Linked DNA regions of Gossypium hirsutum: region 2 is linked to region 1. A link is a contact called in public Hi-C data. All regions are on one chromosome and are shown on one strand. Each heading gives the region's core, a stretch centred on a gene start, on an enhancer-like site or on the middle of the called end of the contact. The rest is flanking DNA. Distances are from core to core; before and after follow the strand shown. Region 1 holds the start of LOC107891373 (dual specificity protein kinase YAK1 homolog). Region 2 holds the start of LOC107956775.

The links. Hi-C and Micro-C count contacts between places; a contact is called where the count stands out from the background.
Region 2: a Hi-C map of anther shows a contact between it and region 1, with 2.9 times the contacts expected there. The contact joins the promoter of LOC107956775 here to the promoter of LOC107891373 in region 1. A contact is called at or near these places in 8 of 34 Hi-C or Micro-C datasets (anther, hypocotyl, leaf and 1 more).

What each region holds. Positions count from the first base shown.
Region 1 is chrA11:85,344,060-85,347,652 of Gossypium_hirsutum_v2.1, forward strand. It overlaps LOC107891373 (dual specificity protein kinase YAK1 homolog), which reads right to left and starts at 1,536. Exons shown (of 18, transcript XM_041081948.1): 1 at 768-1,536. The coding sequence starts at 962.
Region 2 is chrA11:85,652,291-85,655,883 of Gossypium_hirsutum_v2.1, forward strand. It overlaps LOC107956775, which reads right to left and starts at 1,723. Exons shown (of 1, transcript XM_016892302.1): 1 at 1,328-1,723. The coding sequence starts at 1,723. The coding sequence ends at 1,328. It also overlaps the pseudogene LOC107890937.

The sequences.
Region 1 (3,593 bases), core at 286-2,785:
AAGAAAGATCTATTTAACATTTAATTTTAAGAAATATGCCAATATACTTTTTCTAATAGTTGCTTAAAAAAATCCTATATTGAGACATTAAAACATAAATACCAATTCAAATGAGTTCCTGCATTAAGAAATGAATAGGGCACATGACAAGGCCATTTGACAATAGAACATCCAATAAATAGAAGGAGATCCATAGTGCCATTGTCAGGTCAGACTTTGATGATCCAGTCGGCAAATGAAGGACAAATAAGCATTCACGCTCCATGGAGACTATTTTTCAAAGTCTCTTCTCCCTAGTTTAACTTTTTTACAGACATCATAGATTGGAATGAGTTGAAGTGAATAATGGCTTATCAGGGTAGATAGGACATGGGATCTAAAGTATAAGGTTGCAGTCAATCTGCTAATATTTGTATCAACATATTGCATTCTTCTAACTGGAAGAAATCTGATCACTTACTCGGCTTTAGGATACTGAAATGGTGCATTATACAAATTGAGAAAAGTATAATAATTGAGAGCTTTCTATGATATATTGCATGTAGTGAAACATTAAAGATTAAGTTTACTTGGTTTATATATGCTTCTCTTGTGTCAGACAAACAGAATCACCAATCAAACCAGCTGAACATCTCTTAATCTACACCAATTCAAACTCAAACCAAATCGAAAGCTCCTCAAAAGTTTCTAAACATTTGAACATGCAAAAAACTACCCACAAATCTTTAGAAGTAAATAGGAACAAACAATTAGAAAATATAACTTACAGGCCTCCTGACAAAAACACGCGGCTTTCTATCAGCTTCATTCCTGGGTGAATACGGTCCAAAAACCAGCTGACTCGGCCGCCATCGCACTGCAGACCCTTCATCTGAACCCAATTCAGAGGCCCCCTGAGGCTCTCTTTGATTACTAGGACCAACCTCATCCATAACTATCCCCTTAGAAAAGGAATCCACCATTTCTGACCCCAAAATTTACTATTATCCCCAATAGCTCCATTGAAATTGAAGCCACCCAAAAGTTGAAAAAACTAACAACACCCCGATTTTGATCAGCAATTGGATTGCAATTTTGAAGTCAAGATCGAAACTTCAGTGATTTCTCAAAGAACTCACCAGCTGACTCCAATCCCATTAGTTTTCTTCTTATTTTCTCTTATTAACAGTTGAAACAGAGAAGAATCAGAATATTGGAAGTCCAGGTCGATCCACAGATTATCAATAAATAAAAGAAAAATCAAATTTCGATATAAAGAAGAAACAGAAAAAGGATTAACCCCTTCTATAGATTGTAAAATAAACACAATAAAACAAAAACAAAAACCCACCAACAAAAGAAACCAAATCGGATTTTTTTAAAGAAAATAAAAAGACCCAAAACTTAGATTATAAAGAAGAAATGCAAGAAGAAAGATCAATAGATGAAGAAATAGAAAGAGAGAGAAAGAAAAAAAGAAGAGAGTTTTGGGTCTGAGAGGACAAAGACGCCGTGTTTCTTTCTTCCTCCAAATGGGAGCTTTTATTTTCTTTTCGTATTTAGATTTGTTATTTTATGGGATTGTGGCTGTGCCATGGAAATACTGTACAGTGACATTTTCCCATAATTTTCTAAGAAAATTACCTATTTTTTGGTTCAACTTTTCTAAGAAATCGTATATATATTAACAATACGAGGTTAAAAAATTTAGTCGGTTGACATTACACTTCTTTTACCCATATTGAGGCATTTATTTTAAAATTTAACTAAATTAATACCCTCATTTTGTTTATCTTTATTTTATAACTTTATAACTTTATAACTTTTATATATTTTGTTTTAACTTTATTTTATAATTTTTTTATACAGTTGATTTTAAATAAGTTATTTTGTTACTTTTATATTTTACTTAAGTAAATCATGTTATAATATTAAAATTAATAAATATTACTTTGTTAATTTTAAAATATACATATTAGTAACATTTAAAGTTATATTTTCAAATATAATAAAAGATAATTATATTTGTTTATTAAAGTAAAACAAAGATAATTATAAAATTATAAAAATCTAACATTAAAATAAATTAATTTAAAAATATATATAAAATAAACATCAGTAATATTATTTAAATTGTAATATATTAATAATAATATTCAAATGAAGATGAATTTTTGTATTACTTTCAGGGGTGAGTGTTCAATCAAATCGAGTTAAATTTAGTAAAAAAAATTTGAGTTAATCGAGTTTATGAGTATTATTTTATCATTCTAACTCACTTTGAAATTTTTTGAATCGAGTCTCTGAAATTAAATTTGACTCAAGTCAAATCAAATAGAGTAAAATTGTTCAAGTTAAATTAAAAATAATTAACCATGTCAAATAAAAATATTATTACAGGATAACTAATTCCATAGTAGAGCATATAAATTTAAAACTATATATTTTAAAAATATTCAAAGCAAAATAATAATAAGAAATGAGATATATAAATTTGAATCATTAATTAGGTCCAAAAATTAATATTTTAGAATTTTTTAAAGATTTAACTTTTTTATATATTTTTTAGAAGTTTTTATAATTTTGTATAATTTTTTAAAAATATTAAATTTGAAACTTTTATGAATATTTTGAATTTTAAAAATTATTGAAAATTATTGAAAATTTTTTAATTTTTTTAAATTTTTGTTGAGGGGTAGACCAATTTGTTTATTTTTAAAATTGATAGGGACCAAAAAGGTATTTACACCAATATGTTATTTGAATTATTAGGATTGTAAAATTTAACTCGACTCAAATTCAAAACTCGAATCGAGTTATTCCGTTTAACTTGAATAATTTGATTTAATTAACTCGAAATTAAAAAAAATCGATTTTTTCCAATCGAATCGAGTTTTTTTCACCCTAATTACTTTAATATTAAATATTTTAAAAATTAAATAACATTAATATAATTTACTTTAATTTAGTTAAATATTTTTAAAATATTTTATAATTACATTATTTTTTAATTTATTAATGATTTTAGAAAAACATTAAAAACTAAAAAACTAAATATAAATAAATATACAAACTAGTTTAAATATATTATTATATTTTGGTAACTTTGGAAGAATGAATCTTACCCTGGGTAAATATTATAGATAGATTTTCAATTAAAATTTTATTTTAACTTAAATTTCATGATCTGATTGTAATTATAAATCAATTGTATTGTTGATTTTGGTTATAATTGAGATTGTAATTTTTTAAAAATGTTATTAATTTTATATATAGGTATCATGTTTTTTTTGTTGGTATTATAGGTATCACTAAAATCATTTAAATTTTATAAAAAATACAGAATAAATCATAAATATTGTTAAAAATATAAAATTTATTATAATTTATTATACTAAAAATTATTATAAAATATAAATAATTACAAAATTTTATAAAGCTTAGAAAAAATTAAAAAGTTATAAACAAATATAGAAAAATTCTAAAATATTATAAAAATCATAAAAAGAATAAGATATACACAAATTATACTTTAACCATCTCAAAACATAAAAAAATAGTTGAACTATCTAAATGGCATGTGATTACTCCCCACGATGACAATTTTTTAAGGT
Region 2 (3,593 bases), core at 473-2,972, 310 kb after region 1:
TTAATAATTATTTAGATGTTTGTAGTTTTGTCCATATTGTTTTGCATATCATGTGTGTTTTGTTGTTTTTATTGTTTTATAAGTTATTACATTATATTTTTTATTAGTTTTTGGTGTTGCTATCCTAATCTTATTTTATTTATCTCGGTTTAAAAACTTGTTAGAGCTTTTTACTTTGATTTGTTTCCTTAGTTATACTTTTAGCTTTCACAACTTTGATTGTTAATGTGTGGATGTGAGCTTAATATCATTTTATGCACGTTAAATTTTCTTTTATTTGTCTACTCATTTTTATACTATTTTTATTCATTAAAAGAGTTTGCTATCCATGCATATTGTCTCATATTTATAACTTCGCCTTTTACTCGGAATTGACTCGTTGAGATTTTAAACTTATTAATCCAAACTAACTATTCTATTCTATTTCAAGTCAAATTAATGCGTTTTAAGCTAGTTTTATAATTATCCATTTAAAAATTCTTTAAAACAAATGCGATGTTCGATGTTTGGCAATTCGGGGAATCGTGCCCTATCATGCTGGGTTGCAATTTCCTTTTTGTTCAAAATAATCGAATATTCCTTTAGAATTTCACTCATGTCTTTAAAAATTCTTTAAAACGAAGGAAATGTTCGATGTTTGGCAATTCGGGGAATCGTGCCCTACCATGCTGGGTTGCAATTTCCCGTTTGTCCAAAATAATCAAATGTCCCTTTAGAATTTCACTCATGTTTTCTAAATTCTAAAACAAGGCAATGTACAATGTCTAGAAATTAGAGGAATCGTGCCCTACTGTGCTGGGTTTCGGTTTTTCTCGTTGGACTAAATAATTGGGCATCCTTCTGTGATTTTCAACATATAAACTTTTGGAACTCGAAATTTATCGTGCTTTCGAGGGTATAAAGGATCGTATCATATCATGCTGGATGTGATGCTATATTCTTCTGAAACAAGAGAATTTTGATTACCAACTTGAACCATTCAAATGTTTTCAAAGGAATCACATTTTAAAAACATTTTTAAATCTTAGATATAAGGACATTATTTAATCAATTTGGTACCAATTTTAGGCGTAGTGAGGGTGCTAATCCTTCCTCATGCGTAACCGACTCCCGAACCCGTTTTCTCAAATTTACGTAAGCCAAAATTGGTTTAAATGGAGTAACATATTTTATTAAGGTGATCCAATCACACCGAAACAAAAAGATTGGTGGCGACTCCACATTTCCGTTTTCAAAGTCGATCCCCTATTTTTCTTGTTTTCAAAAAATGGTTTCGACAGCTAACATCTGCCAACTACTGACAAATTCAAATTGATTTAAGCAATTCTCAAAATTCAGAGTCATTTTTCATTCTATACCTGAATAAAAGCACTATGATTGCAAACACCATCATCGACGATGAGTTTCCAACACCTAGAAACACAGAAAGAATGGTAGCGCAATGAGACAATGTTGGAACAAGGACAAGACTGACAACAACCATTTTCTCCAAAGGTTGATTATGAGAATGAATTTTCCCACCCTTTCCAGATAGAAAGAACAGTATATAGCTACCACCAATAACTGTAAGCAAAAGTGAAGCAAGTTTATACACTGTGTCTTCCCTATTTCTGGGCCTATCTGATAATGGAGAAAGGAAGCAATGGGTGGGAATGAAGGAATGAAGGAAAATGATGGATATGCCACCAATTGTTGATGGGTCTTTAGCGTTGAAACTCTCCATTTTTGCCTTTTTATTCAAAGTGGAAAGGAGATTGATTCTGTGTTACTTGAATTCAAAATAACTACTTTTCTATTCTTTCTTCTTCTTTTTTTAATTTCATTCTATGGAGAAAAACAGTGAAAGAATAAATTGGTTGGTGTCTGTTGAAGCATTGAAAAACAACAAAAATTATAATATATATACCAATTTTATTGTAAAAGTTTTAGGGATTTCAATATTTGAGAAGGGATTAGGGATTTTAATGATAGGTTTTAATTTTAAGGTTTTTTTTATAAATTCTTCGTTTTTTAATTTCGTATTTACTTCTTTTTTTTTTGACAGATTAGCATGTCACATAAGCTATTTCGTTGACCAGCGCTTGACTGGTGGTTAACTGACGTTTTCCGTTAAAGCCAAATTGACTTGTGAAAAAATCGTAATGTTGATGATATCAATACATAAAAAAAAAAGTCAAGGGCACAAAATTAAAAATCCCTAAATATCGAGGGTATTATATGGAATTATGCCAATAGAAAAAGGGCGTAGAAAGTAAAGCAACGTGGAGGTGGCCCTTGTGGAGTTAGTGTCAGTGACAGAACAAACAGATATTCTAAAAGGTTCCCTAACTCCAAGGCCAAAAATCTTTGCGGCAAAATTTGTAGAACCGAAAACAGTAAACCTAACAAGTATCATCGAACACAAAGAAGACAGAGCTACCCATGAAATTGTTTGATGCTCATTGCCACCTTCAAGATCCCAGAATTCTCAACAAAGCCCCCAAACTCATTTCCACTGCTTTGGATTCTGGTCTCCTTAATTTTGCTGTTAATGGTGTTTCTGAGGTCGCTCCTTTTACCTTGGATTTCTCATTCATTTTCCTATTTTATTTGTTTTTTTATAATGATATTATGTTTGGGTTTTTCTTGAAAACTGTAGAAAGACTGGCATTTGGTCAAAGAAATGGGAGACAAGTATCCTTCTGTTATTCCATGCTTTGGAGTTCATCCTTGGTAAAATGGTTACTTTTAAAATGAATACTTAGATATAGTTTTTAGGCTCTTCTCTTTTACTGTTTTCATTTGTTGCAGGTATGTTCCTCACAGAAGTCCAAATTGGTTTACGACTCTCAAGGAATTCTTTGAAACCACTCCTTCTGCTGCTGTTGGAGAGGTAAATTTATTTCTTTTACCACTAATTCTACTTAATTTCTTAATATCTAACCAAGGGTATTTAGTTTTATTTTAGTTTGTGCAGTCCATAGGTCTGATGTAGAGTTTTAACTTCAGTTTTCCAAATTTCATGGTAAAAAAGAAAATATTAAAACAGAAGGTTTCAGGACTAGATTCTTACACTATTGTGCTTGGATTTATATTTGTTCATAGCTACCTCTTAAATAACAACATGCTTTTGCACATTTCAGATTGGTTTGGACAAAGGCTCAAAAGGAAGGGAGATTGATTTTAATGATCAGGTCCTCACTGTTTTTGTGCTATCTTGATTGTCATTTATTTTGTATTAATTCTATTTTTTCATAAGGCAGCATACTTTCTGTTTTCTCTAAGGCAAAAAGAGCAGCTCCATGCATAATAAAAAGACTTGCATCCTGTTTACATGTTGCCATTACTTGGTATGAGTGCATGTATACTAGTCATTTTTGTAAAGTTTTCTGAATCTTTAAGTTCTATCTTCCAGATTGACGTATTTAGGCAACAGCTAGAGCTTGCAAAAGAGTTGAAAAAACCAGCATCAGTCCATTGTGTTCGTGCATTTGGCGATCTCCTTCATATAGTGAAGTATGACTTTGTCTACATCTATTTGTAACCGAGATTTTATCTTAAACAAATTACTGGGGACTATTTAGAAAATGTTTCAGCCACTTAGTAGATAACAA